Regions from separate parts of the Mus musculus genome. Here all the other regions are linked to region 1. Evidence: chromatin contacts called from public ChIA-PET data. All regions are on one chromosome and are shown on one strand. Each heading gives the region's core, a stretch centred on a gene start, on an enhancer-like site or on the middle of the called end of the contact. The rest is flanking DNA. Distances are from core to core; before and after follow the strand shown.

Evidence for each region. ChIA-PET counts read pairs in DNA pulled down with a chosen protein or histone mark.
Region 2: an RNA polymerase II ChIA-PET map of memory CD8 T cells shows a contact between it and region 1, with 5 read pairs. The contact joins two enhancer-like sites. A contact is called at or near these places in 2 of 115 datasets of contacts at active chromatin or transcription factors (embryonic stem cells and memory CD8 T cells) and 1 of 9 other capture datasets (embryonic stem cells).
Region 3: a contact with region 1 is called in an RNA polymerase II ChIA-PET map of memory CD8 T cells, with 8 read pairs. The contact joins two enhancer-like sites. A contact is called at or near these places in 5 of 484 Hi-C or Micro-C datasets (B cells, the C10 cell line, CD8 T cells and 2 more), 6 of 115 datasets of contacts at active chromatin or transcription factors (acute myeloid leukemia, embryonic stem cells, memory CD8 T cells and 1 more) and 1 of 9 other capture datasets (embryonic stem cells).

What each region holds. Positions count from the first base shown.
Region 1 is chr12:77,535,387-77,539,771 of GRCm38.p6, forward strand. No RefSeq gene overlaps it. Among named protein-coding and RNA genes, the nearest start is that of Gm35240, 16 kb to the right of the region's middle. Within about 2 kb of position 1,910, at least 57 of the 459 cell types and tissues checked have an H3K27ac peak or open chromatin away from gene starts, as enhancers often do. A contact at or near this core is called in B cells, CD8 T cells, acute myeloid leukemia and 1 more, where this site is marked.
Region 2 is chr12:77,176,715-77,180,684 of GRCm38.p6, forward strand. The region is part of intron 1 of Gm40446 (a long non-coding RNA gene); the gene reads right to left. Among named protein-coding and RNA genes, the nearest start is that of Gm40446, 13 kb to the right of the region's middle. Within about 2 kb of position 1,732, at least 90 of the 459 cell types and tissues checked have an H3K27ac peak or open chromatin away from gene starts, as enhancers often do. A contact at or near this core is called in memory CD8 T cells, where this site is marked.
Region 3 is chr12:77,058,991-77,063,278 of GRCm38.p6, forward strand. No RefSeq gene overlaps it. Among named protein-coding and RNA genes, the nearest start is that of Gm35189, 6.1 kb to the left of the region's middle. Within about 2 kb of position 1,616, at least 189 of the 459 cell types and tissues checked have an H3K27ac peak or open chromatin away from gene starts, as enhancers often do. A contact at or near this core is called in B cells, CD8 T cells, acute myeloid leukemia and 1 more, where this site is marked.

The DNA.
Region 1 (4,385 bases), core at 660-3,159:
AGGAAGCAGATGTGTTTAACACATGACTGTCAGTGCTTGCTTCTACCTGCAGTGAAATAACAGCAGTGACCAACAATACAAGATCCTCTCCCACAAACTCAAGACCCAGACATGGCTGGGTCAATAGACTGTCAGTTTGAAAACAAGGAAAGGACAGGAATGTCATGACACTCAGCAGGGTGTATGGATTTACTAAAGACAAACCATACAAGATGGAAACAAAGGTGCTGGCTTTGACCGGGGGCCACAAACGTATACTTGGAAGGATACTGTGGGTCAATGGGAAGTGAGTCTTACTTTAGCTTCTTTCCCCTGAATTCTAACTTAGAAAACTAGCAAGATGTGTTAGTTCTCCTCAAATTAGGAAGGAGAGGGAAAGCGCTACCCACTGGAGCTTGTTCCTCTCCAGAGAATGGTTGAGTCGCCTCCAATGCTAAGATCCTTGCATTTGAGGTGAGTTTGTCCTGGGGCTCCCAAGCCGTGGAGGAAGCATGTTTATTGATTGAGTCGTGCATTTTACAAGGGGAGAAATGGATTGTCCTGACCCTGTTTTATGGTGTGGCTGTTTAGTACAGCAGAGAATACTGTTTTGAAGCACCAGCTGCAGGCAGCCTGCAGGTCTTCGGTCACTTCAGGTGAGCAGCAGGCATTTTGATTTTCTAGACGTGACAGCACAAATGATGTGCAGCCCCCATCTTCTCTAACTCCTTGCTTCCAGCCCATCCCTGATTCAGGATGGGATCAGAGGACCATCCCATTTCTGGAGGGGAAACTCTCTTGCCTGCGTTCCTAGCCTGACCTTGCGGGTTGTTGTCGATGTCTGCCAGGCTGATTGATTACTCTTGCATTATTTGCCTGTGTACAACCAGAAATATCTAAGAGATAGAGTTCTTCTGTCCTCACCAATAGCTACCGGAAAGCCTCTGGGTGCCATGAAGTGGGCAAAGCCACCACAAGTCTGCACAATCGCCTGTGCACTTGGTATGTACATGGCTATTTATGGTTTGTATATGTGTCCTGTAACTCACTTGGCCATCCCACACCTACTGGGCACTAACCATATGCCAGGCACTGTGCTAGAAACTGCTGATAGGAAAATGGCTGAAAGGCACCCCAGTCTTAAAGCCCAGTGTGAAAAGAAAGACAGAGCCATAAACACACAGTAGTAGTGCAGTGTGATAAGGGCAAGAGGAGGAGGGAGTATGGCCAAAGACAATTAAATATTGTTCAATCTCAAATGGTATACCAGAAAAGGAATGGTAGTTTATTGAGTCTCATAGGACTCTAGAGGTGCTCTTTGGTTGTTAAGCCCTTAGAGCTGAGTCCTGGCCATGGGACTCAGCAGTGATTTTTCCTGGGGGGGGGGGGGGACTTACTTAAATTTGCCCTAGCAAACAACAACTTGCCAGAGAAGCTGCACTATCCAAGTCCAGCTTGGTGAACCAATAGGTTAATTGGGGTTACTTATAAGAATATGAGACAAGGAGTTACGTATAGGAGCATGGGTGATTATTACGAAAACTCCGTCCTTGGAATTCTCGGCACAACTTAGAGGCAGTCACACCACTGAGAAGGCTCTCTTCCCCAAACAGTTACCTCTTATTCAACATCAAAGAAAGGGCCTTTGTGAACCCTGTTTTGTGTTCTGTGAGCTGAGTCTTGCAAATTTCTTGAGCCTTCTGGGTTCTCCCCATCCATCCATAAAGGAACAATTCAATCCCAGTGATGAGGGAGGAGCAGCAAAGGGCAGTGGGTGCCAGGCGAGCAGGAACAAATGACAGCAAGGTCCCTTTGCCTAGAGTTCCTAGGCAGGTCTGAGGTTCTTGGGCTGCCTGGACCACAGAGTCCTCCGTTCTTCATAGGAAGTGATGAACCACAATCAACAACTGCAGCTGTCAACAGACTTAGCCTGCAAAGCGGCTAAGGAGTTGACTGTCATGTCTGGCCAACTTTGTCCCCTCTCTAGTTCCTTGTTTATGCTCAAGGACACCAAGTACTTTCTATCTGTGAAGGTACTTCCTGTCTTTCTGTAGGGGGTGCCTCTCCCTGGAGGCCGTACTTGGTCTACAGTCCTGATGAGTTTCAGACAAATAGGGCCGCATCTTGATTCATACCACTTAGAGCTAAAACATCTTCCAACAAACGGGAATTGCTGCTGTAGGGAGCTTCAGACAATGTTCTTTTCATTAATTAAAATGACAGGGAGCTATTCAGCCCTCAGCTCAGAACTGTCTCTAAAAGATGATTAGGTATTCAGGGTTGTCACACGATATGCCTCAAGGCACTCTGGGAAGTGGGGGGGGGGAGCTGGGAGTGAAGCAGAGCCTGTAAGCACTAAGAAAAGAGATAACCCTTTTAGAAGCTGGCATGGGCCAAGGTCAGATGCAATGTCATAGTGCTTAGTTGGTTCCTCTTAGGACGCCCTTCCCATTGTTACTTGGCCAAAGGAAAGGGGCAGTGACTAAGTGGAAAGCAAACCAGACCAGAAATTGGAAAGTTAGAAGTCTAGATTCAGCTCTGCTCTGTGTCAAAGGAATCACTTGCCTGGGTAAAGCCAATGCTGTGCCTTAGTTTCCTTGCCTGTGAAATGGGTTGGCCCACACTTGCAAGCTAAGAGGGCCACCCAGGATATTATGTATCTGAGAATCATTTCTTGGCTCACCTGTAAATGAGAATACATCCAATCTCTAGGCCATTTCCAGCCCCACAATCAACAAGCTATTGAAAGATGAAAATATTATGACCCCCAAATACTTGGTATTAGTATTATGCTTTTATTATTCTCCATGGTAACCTAAGTATTTTTATAAAATGCTTAATACTTCACTGTTTTCCACTGGCTGGTACTTAGCAGAAAGGAGCAAAGCAACCCAAAACCTGTGGCTGGTCAGAATGCCTTCTCTAGGGATCCGTGTCATGGCCACCTGCTTGAAAAGGAAGACTCTGTGGCCAAGTAAATCCCAAAGGACATTGCCATCATGTCCCTCTATCCAGTGACGAACGCTCATTCAACTTGAAGATGAATATTTTACCTCAGGGTTAGATGTTACAGGGAAGAAAAGCAATGGTGCTTTAAGTCAGATCAAAAATTTAAAACCCTCTGTTTGTGGATGGTACAAAAGAGAGGTAAGACATGGTCCCTTACATTCATGCCAACTAGGCAGGGCCCATGAACAGGAAGTACCCACCAGGGATGGGTTAGACGAGTGTCTAATAGAAGCACATAAGATCTTAGGGGTACTCTGTGGTTGGGTGTTAGAACAATGGCAACAAGTAGCCTGTGATGTGGGAAAGAGATGTTGGGGGATCAAATGTATGATTTGACTCTCTGGGAAAACCTGTATTGAAGTTTAATCTCACTGCAAGGGGCTAAGAAAGCAAACTTAACCCGGTCAGAGTATTTTGAAATAGAATCCTTGGAAGGTGACTAAAATTAAATGAGGCCAGTAGTGTAGGAGCCTACCCCAAAGGGACAGTGGCTTTATAAGTAAAGGAAAGACCTGGGCTTGGATGTTGTATCTTCATGCCCCATATCACCTTGGGAGTTTGCAGGAGAGTCCCTACCAGCAAGAATGACTTACTACATGTGGCTGCCCAGTCTTGAACTCTCCAGACTTCCTTCAATGCTTTGAATTACATTTTACATTTATTTTTTACACTATGAGTGTGTGTATGGAGTTTCAGAACACACAGTGAGCAGCCACGATGGCATCCTGCTGGATTGTGTGTAAACTGATAAACTGGGAGGCAGATAGGGAAGGTGAGCACATAGCACTCCTGACATCTCCAGACCAGAAGGCTTGGGCCTCCATTAAACAGAGCAGTCATGGCCGCCACATTGATGCCCACTGGAATTTCTACTTCACAAAGTTCACCCAGAAACATGGCTCATCCAAGAGGCCTTAGGTTTAGGAGATTCTTTGTCAATGACAGAAATGAACGTCAGAAGCTGTCTGTCCTCTCAGGCTTTCTCCTGGGGTATAGGCCAATATATATAATGAACTCAGGTGACCCAAACTTTAGCAAGTCAAGTAAACTTCGAGGGTCTGCTAAGATGGCTGGTTCTCACTGTCAGGATGTCTACAAATCAGTGGGGAGTATTCCAGACAGGAGAGTTTTGTGAACTCCCAGGTTGTCACTCAAAACTGAAAACGTGGTTTTTGCCTGGACTGCATGTTTCTAGGTTCTTGGTGTCTTGTTCAAAGGATTGGAAAAAAATCACACGTACAAAAAGCCGAGCAGCATAGGATCCATGCAGAAGTAAAGCTGAAGTACACAGTGGTGAGTAAGTGGTGGGGATGCAACAGGCCCTGACGGGCAAACATGACACTCGGGAGTGTGAGGTCATTTCTTGGGTTTTTCTTGTAGGGGCCAGGGAGGAAGAA
Region 2 (3,970 bases), core at 482-2,981, 360 kb before region 1:
TAATCAAAGGCAGCTCCAGAGATGCCCTATAATTTTATTTATCAAAAAAAATATAGAAAGAAAATGTCTCAACAATCTTTTGAAAACATAGCTTGAGAGCCACCAAAATGGTGCATGTGGCTCCTGCCAAGACACTTTCAGGTGCCTCTCTTTTGAAAAGCCCTTACACAGCCCGTGGTATGCCTTCTTATTTAAAACTGCCTTTCTGTTCTTAATAAAACTCTAACCCTGCTGTATATACTGGCTCGTCCTGTAATTCCTTTCTGTGTGGAGAATCCAGATTTATTCAACTCGAGGTCCCTGGAAAGTTCGGGAAACTCCTTGGCTGCTGCCTGTAGCTCTGGGTTCTGTATCCTTGTTCTACAGAGACTGACAAGATCCGGTCACTAACAACCACCAAGACACAGACAGATCTGTGCTGCAAACCACGTAGCTATTTATTCTAGCCAGACTTGTATAAGACAAGGCAAATGAAAGCCCTTTGGCCTAAATAGCTGTTTCTCAAGATGCTCTGACACAGGGAGGCCTCCGTCTGTCAGTACAGTATTTACTTAAACACCTTACCTGTCCACTTCTAACTCTGCCCCGCAAGTCTCAAGGGGACAGGAAAAAAAAACAAAAACAAAAACAAAAACAAAAACAAAAATAAGTTTCAAACCAATCCATCTGCTTTCCATTTCCTGCAGAATGCTAAAAGAAGTCTTTCTAAGGCTGCTTAAAATATGTCCTGTCCTCTGGCCCGCCCCTTCAGAGAGCTCACTGTGTCCTCAGACCACCTCAGCCACTTCCTCCCACACCTGGGGCTGTCTCTTTGCGCATGCTCTCTTTGAACAATGCTCACAGTTATTTCAGGCACTGGCCTTAGGTTTTCCGAATTCAAAGGCACCTTTTTCCTCTTCTGTTCAGAGCACTTCCTCTGTCTCCTCCTTTGCCCCTTTCTTTCTTTCTTTCTTTCTTTCTTTCTTTCTTTCTTTCTTTCTTTCTTTCTTTCTTTCTTTCTCTTTTTCTTTTTTTTTTTTTTTTTTTTTTTTTGCAAATGACCACTATCAACATTGGAGAGTGCCTGGTTCACTGGAGTCTGGGAAATGACCTTGGCAGGATGTAGAGCAGTGCAAGGGCCAAGACCTTCCTGGGGCTCAGCTGCCACTCTTTGGACCTTCCCCCTGTTTTCAAGGCTGGAGCAGGGTAGAATGGCGCCTGTATTTAGTAAGCCAGTGTTTCCTTTCTAACTTTGAGCAGTGACTCCAGAGCCTAGCTACCCTTGACTTGGCTCCTTTCCGCGTAGCATCTGTTAAGTAGTGACCTTTGCTACCAATTAACCAGAGCAAGGCTTTATTCCGTTGCAGAGAACCACCAGATTGTAAACAAAATTGGGGGGTGGTGTGGTGTTGGGGAGGATCAGTTTTGAGTGACACTCAGGACTATGAAAATCCTCAGCCTCTTTTCTGTGCTGGGAACTGCAGCACTTCCTCTTGCTCAAGGATTTAAATTGATCTTTTGTCTGGGACAGATTACCAGACCCCACACTTGCCCTTAAATGTGCCATCTAGTCCTGTAGTTCAGGGTCCTGCCAAGAACAGGTTAGGCAAGCCGACAGCAGCTGCTACAGCCCTAACGCTAACGCCCTAACGCTTTTCTCTAAATGTCAACAAGGAGAACTCCAGAGAGCTGCCTTTCTGCGCGGCCCCCAGCGTGCAGTAAGCCTCAGCTGTGGCATTTAGAAGGGCTACCTCCAGAGACCGGATGTGTGCACACTCAGAGAGAGCAGCGAGGACCTCGCCACATGAACCAGGAGGATGGATGGCGGTGGTTAGAGGAATATGCAATTATTTAACAGAGACCTGGTAAGCACACATTGAGTGTTACTGAGGCTGGAGAGAGGGAACATCAAGGGGACAACGGCAGGGGAAGAGACCCTTTCCTGTGAGGTCCAGATTGTCTTTCCTGATGGCAGAGCGAAGAAACTTCAACACCAAAATCGCCTGTAGAGATAGCATGTGCTTTCCAGACCATCTTAAACAAGAAGGTTAAGAACAATAAACTTTAATCCCAGCACTCAGGAGGCAGAGGCAGGCGGATTTCTGAGTTTGAGGCCAGCCTGGTCTACAGAGTGAGTTCCAGGACAGCCAGGACTATACAGAGAAACCCTGTCTTAAAAAACAAACAAACAAACAAAAATAACAACAACAAAAAAACCCAAAAACAAAAACAAAAACAAAAAAACCCAATGAACTGTGCTTCCTTGGGCCCTGAACACTTAGCACTCCTTTCTAACCCCCTCACTCTAAGCAATGTCTCTCCTAAAAGCACTTTACATTTTTATTTACAAAAGGAGTTTTTTTTTTTTTTTTTTTTTTTTTTTTTTTTTAAGATAGGAGAAACAAGTAAACAAGTTTTGCTTAGTCTTTAATCCTCAATGTAAACTACACTGTCAGAGCCGGGTGGGGATGTTCGCTGAATGTGATAGAACACCTTTCTGCTCCCTATGATACTATACGGCGTGGGGGCGGTCAAGGGTCACCAAAGCCACCTGGAGCCACTGGTTTCTCAGATTCTTGTCTGGTCCCCAAGAAAACAAGAAGTGAGAAGATCAAATGTAGATTCATTAAGGAAAAGTGAGAGCAATTCCAGGAAAGGGAGTAGGACCAGGAGTACCAACATGCTGCCTGCTGGCCTGTCCCAGGGCTTGTGGTGGCCTGTCCCGGGGCTTATGGCCACTATTTGATAGGGACCGAGATAATCTATTGAGATTGGCCATCTTTGAATGCATGACAGCTGATCCAGCAAGTGGCCTACAGACTTCCCTGCTCAAGTGAAGTGACCATGTGTCACTTGCTCAGTCAGGGGAGTGGTCACGGTCCGTGTTCACTTTCATCCTCTTTCTCCCAACTTGTTTGACTTGTTTTATAAGCTCTTGATCCAGTCACTTCCCTTTCTTGGTCTCAGGCTATATGACTAGTTTATAGTCTCGCTCTCTACCTTACTGCCTACCTGTCTCTAGATGACTAAGAAAAAGCCACCGAATCTCTATATCTCTCTGTTTCTGTCTCTGTCTCTGTCTCTGTCTCTCTCTCTCTCTCTCTCTCTCTCTTTCACATACACTGTAAAGATATCTAAGTTTGAGTCTCTTGAGAAACCCCCAACCCACATCTTAGGTGTATACTGGGCTTTTGATCTGGTCAGTGGGTTTTGTTGTTGTTGGTTTTGTTTTGGTAGCATAATCAAGGACCTGATGTTACCCTAGATCCCTAAAGGGGGAGAGTTATCTGTAAGGTACCTCAGCCCATAAAGGTACTTGATCTAATGGGAAGGAAACTCCTCTGAGCTGTTGGCAGTAGTATGATGCACAGTCACCCTGCCTTGACTTGACACTGTTTTCCTGTAAGTACTGTGGCTGAGTCAGTGAACAACATGTCTAAGTTGCTACCTGTATGAATCTTGTGTGGGACAGAATTTCATCAAGAAAACTAACCTGATGGAGGGTATCCAATCAGAGTTGAGGGGAGAGAAGTTCTTTAATGGAAGACCAGGAAAGACTTCTCTGGTGAGGTTCTATCAGAGTCAAAATCTGAAAGGAGTAAGCCATCTACCTGAGTGGCTAGAAGAACTTTCCAAGCAGAGAAAATATGCAGTGTAAAGACTGTATAGAGGGATGTGCATGGTGTGTGTGACTGGGACTCTGAGTGAAAGTAGCGAGCAGGAGACGGAGCCAGGGAGGTGATAGGGCAGATCCCAGAGAGCTCCGAAAGCCTTGGTGAGGACTTTAAATTTTATTCTGAAGCCAGTGAGGGCTTTGAGCAGGGCAGTGATGGTTTGAGGATGAGCTCTTAGGGTGCTGGCAGAGAAACCAGAGGCCTGTAAGGAAGTGTCTGCCAAAATATAGGATGAGCTGATGCTGGCTTGATCCTGAGTGATCAAGGAGGATGGTGAGAAGTTGGATTGTGAATGTATTTTTAAGGTAACACAGACA
Region 3 (4,288 bases), core at 366-2,865, 480 kb before region 1:
TGTTCTGGAGTGCAAACTCTTGACCACATGATTAACTTTACAAACTATTAACTACTAAACAAGCCAAGGGTCTGGGAAGGCCTGCACAGTTCTTTGTGTGGTTTGTTGAAGCATCTTGGGATGACTGAGATGGTAACATAGGTATGGAGAGAGTTAAGAATTAGAAGTCTGAATCCAAACTACCTACAAACCCAAGGTCCTGGAGCAAACCGTTTCTCAGCTCTTAGCTTAAACTTCATTTCTAATGTGAGGTTCAAATGAAATGAAACCTATGGTTGATTTGGATGCTATAGGGGATACACCACAGCTTCCCACCACCCTTCTCAAGGGAGGGCTTTCCTTAATAACTTCCAGGGCACAGGTCTCTTTCCTTGAAAGAGTTAGCGTATATGGGTATAAGACGTGAATGAAGTAGCATGGTGTAGTTTGCCTGGCCCAGGTTTGCCTGTTTGTTTGTGCAGGACAATAGGCTTGTGTGATGATAGAACTTAGGATCTGATAACTCCAGTTTTTACTTTACTTTTAGTTGCCCCAAGATTCAGTTTTCTGGTCTGTGAAATGAGGAGAATAAAGGGAGACTTTGGAGCGAGTTCAGAGGTACACACAATGTGTTGGTCGAAATGTCATGGTCAGAGTAAGGGGTCTTTATTATTACTCTTGATTTTAGAACAGAAAAACAAACAAACAAACAAACAAACAAACAAACATGCAACCCCACTCAAAGATGTAGAAAGAGAAAAATGGAACCCACTGCCTTTAGGATCCAAGAATAGACTTACTAGCAATCTTCATCTGCTCAATGCAGGGAAGGCAGGGAAGTCCCTTAGTCACAGTTCCTATCTACATTCAGATCACACATCTCACCAAAGAAAAAGATAAAGATGGTGGAAGCCATGGACTGTCATAACCGCATCAACATATCTACAGCAGTGGATGCATACAGAGACTGTACTTAACAAACAAAAGTGAATACTTCCGAATCTCAGAGCAAACAAAATCGGTGCATATTGGGGGTGTGGGGTGTGGGGTAATGTCCCCAGCTGGAGAAGAGTCCGGGTGGCTACTTAGACTCTGCTCAGCAGCCAGGCATGGACTTTGAAAGTAGCTGGTCAGGGGTAGAACTTCAGGCAAGGGGTGGAAAGAAACAGGGAGGGGTGGAGAGAAGGAAGCAAGGACTCCTTACACAGCAGCACGAGGCTGAGGAAGTGATTTCCCCTACCCCGCCCCGCCCAGGGGCTCATGGGAGGGAACCTACTGGTTCCCCAGACTCGTGAGAACTCATGCTTCGGAGGGTCTTATAAGTGCCTTTTGGAAACTCAGCATTTGTTAACTTGTCACCGCATAAAGGCAGGAGAGAAGCCTGACATTTTTCTGACGCCTGAAAGCGAAAGAAGAAAGGGTTCTTACTGTCAGGGCCACATCCTGAATGACAGGGGTCAGTGTGTGCAACCGATCCGTGTGGGCGCAGGCTTCTAATTATTTCCTGGATAACCTGTTATCTATTATCCATCAGGCGCCTTGCCAGAATATGCTAACGTCTCCAGAGTTCCTGCTCTGGAGTCTGAGGAACTTGTTTTCATTTTTAAAGGGGACGCAGGCGTTGAGTGACAGCAGCTGGGTATCACAGTAGAAGGGCTACCCTCTGTTGGGCTTGAGCTGATAGAGAGCAAAGGCTACTAAGGTGTGGGTGGGACGGGTGGGGTCAGAGTGGGGCGCCCGAGGGGGTGAGGGGGCCCAAGCCCCTGGTCAGAAACAAAACATTTTCTCCTCAGGACTCCTTCCCTCAGGCTTCTCTTGGAGACTTGGCTGTAATCAGAAATGTCTGGAAATTTTTTCTGAGAAAGTTGAGTTTTCTTAGGCTGTAGTCATTTGCTGGACAAACACGGAAGCTCTTCAAAGAACCTTCTTCTGGGAGACAGGGAAGGGAGGATCCACACCCAGGCGAGCTATCAACTATCAGTCACACCCTGGCCTATATTTGTACTAAAGCACAAAGAAAAGTCAGCCAGTGGGAGGGGACCACAAATATGGGACATTGTTCTGTTTTCTAAAGATAGCCCTTGTTCATTTATTTAAAATTTGGAAAGTCCAGGAAAAAAAAAAGACTAGAAGTTGATTTCTCAGAGGCCCATTGTCCTTGTTAACATTTTGGCTTAGGATGTACCCCCTTCCGCCATGTTAATTTATACCAACCCTTGAAAGCCAGGACTTTTAAGCTAAAAATATAATGCTTCCCTTTCATTCTTTGGAAGCGTGGGGAGGGCAACGTGTTGTTTAGCGCTGGAGTTTAAGGTCAGAGTTCTGGAACCCTCAGAAGGCCCATGTTGCCAGGCTAAAGGTGAGCCCTGCTTACTCCCCAGGGCCTGGGATGGCTAAAATCCAGGGCCTTTTGTTTCAAACAGAGCAAGGGGGTTAAAAGAGTATTCCAGTTATCAAAAGCCCACAGACATGGGGCCAGCTCTCCACGGAAGCTTCCAGAAAACTAGAGAAGGTGGAACAAAGTTATCGAAGGTTCAGAAATCGGTTGAAAAGGGACAGATGAGGTAATCAGATACTAGGTGGTTCCAGATTTCTGCCATGGAGCAAATTCCAGGCCAGAGCTCAGGCACAGAAAAGCAAGCCAAACTCCAAGCTCTTAGCGGAGCAGACAGGCCAGGAGAGGCCGGGTGGTGGGAATTGGCCTAGCAGAATGTAAGGGAGGCAGGAATTACACAACGCTGTCTCAAAGGTTTGACGGGAACATTCTGCTGAGCACCAGGCTGTATGGGCACGGGATCATAGGCAAGGCTCCAGGAGATGACAGAAAAAGCAGTTTTAGGGGCACTTACAACATTATACTTTTAAAAATTAGGTTCTGAATTTTAAAAGATTTTTACTTTGTATATTCGTTTTGCCTACATGCCTATATGTTTTGCCTACATACGCTTGTGTGTCTGCTGCCTGCAAAGGTCAGAGGAAGGTGTCAGGTCCCCTGCAACTGGAGTCACAGATGATTGTAAGTCAGTCATTGTGTGGATGCTAGGGGTTGTATCTGTGTCTTCTGCAAGAGCAGTCAGTGCCCTTAACTACTGAGCCATCTCTCCAGCCCTAAATAAGTTCCTTTGGACAGAAGAATAGAAATATTTGTTAAAGAAGGCATTGGGTTGCTAAGTAGGTAACTAAGCGGGTTAGAGAGGAACTCTGAGCTTCATGTCTTAAACCTGTTGCTTACAGGAATCTTTCACACTAGTGCAGACTCCTTGAGAGGCCCTCAGAATGTCTGTGAGGTAAAATTGATTGGCATGTATCAACATTATTAGAAAGAAAAGTGAGACTTTGTTTAAACCTTTGTTTGTTTGTTTATTTTGATTTTTTTCGAGACAGGGTTTCTCTGTGTAGCCCTGGCTGTCCTGGAACTCACTTTGTAGACCAGCCTGACCTCGAACTCAGGAATCCACCTGCCTCTGCCTCCCAAGTGCTGGATTTACAGGGTATGTGTACCCCTATGTCAAGCAGTAATAACACTGTTTAAATGGACAAGAAATGATAATATACAAACTTTAATGTGAATACTGGCATTGATAGTTTTGCAAATCTCTTTAGCATCTGGCAGAATAGAATAGCTGAATACTTGTGTCCGTTTTGGGATTCAACACACTGGGACATGTTGTTTCAGTACAAGTATATGGAGAAAAAACTAGTCTCATTCAAATCTAAGATTTGGAAAGAGATAAATAGGGGCTACGGAGACAGTTGATTGGGTAAGAGTGCTTGCTGTGCAAGCAGGAAGACCTGGGTTCTAGTCCCGGAGTCCCCAGAAATGTAACGCACGGCCAGGTGCACTGTAACCCCAGCACTGCAGGGTGGAGAGAGGCAGATGCTGGGGTGCTGCCTGCCTCAACGCAGAGTCTGTGTTCAGCGAGAGGACTCATGTTAAGGTAATGAGGTGGGGAGCAATAGAGGAAGACATCCCATCCTCATCTGGCCTTTACACACACAGATGCACACACATGTATAACACAAACACACACACAGAGATGCACACCAACTCACACTCACACAGAGAGGAACAGGAGAAAGGGGAAATAGTTAAATAGCCTTTCCTGATTTACCAGTTTTCTTTTGATACCACATGAAAACAGAACATGAGCAAGTTTATCCTTCAGACACTGATTATGTGGAATCTGAAATCAGGTATTAAAAAACTTAAAAAAAAATCTTTGACATCAAGGTCTCATAACCTTTCTTTCACTTTGAATCCATCTTTGCCTCTGGATTATTTTGTAATCGCATGTGTGGGTCATTAGAA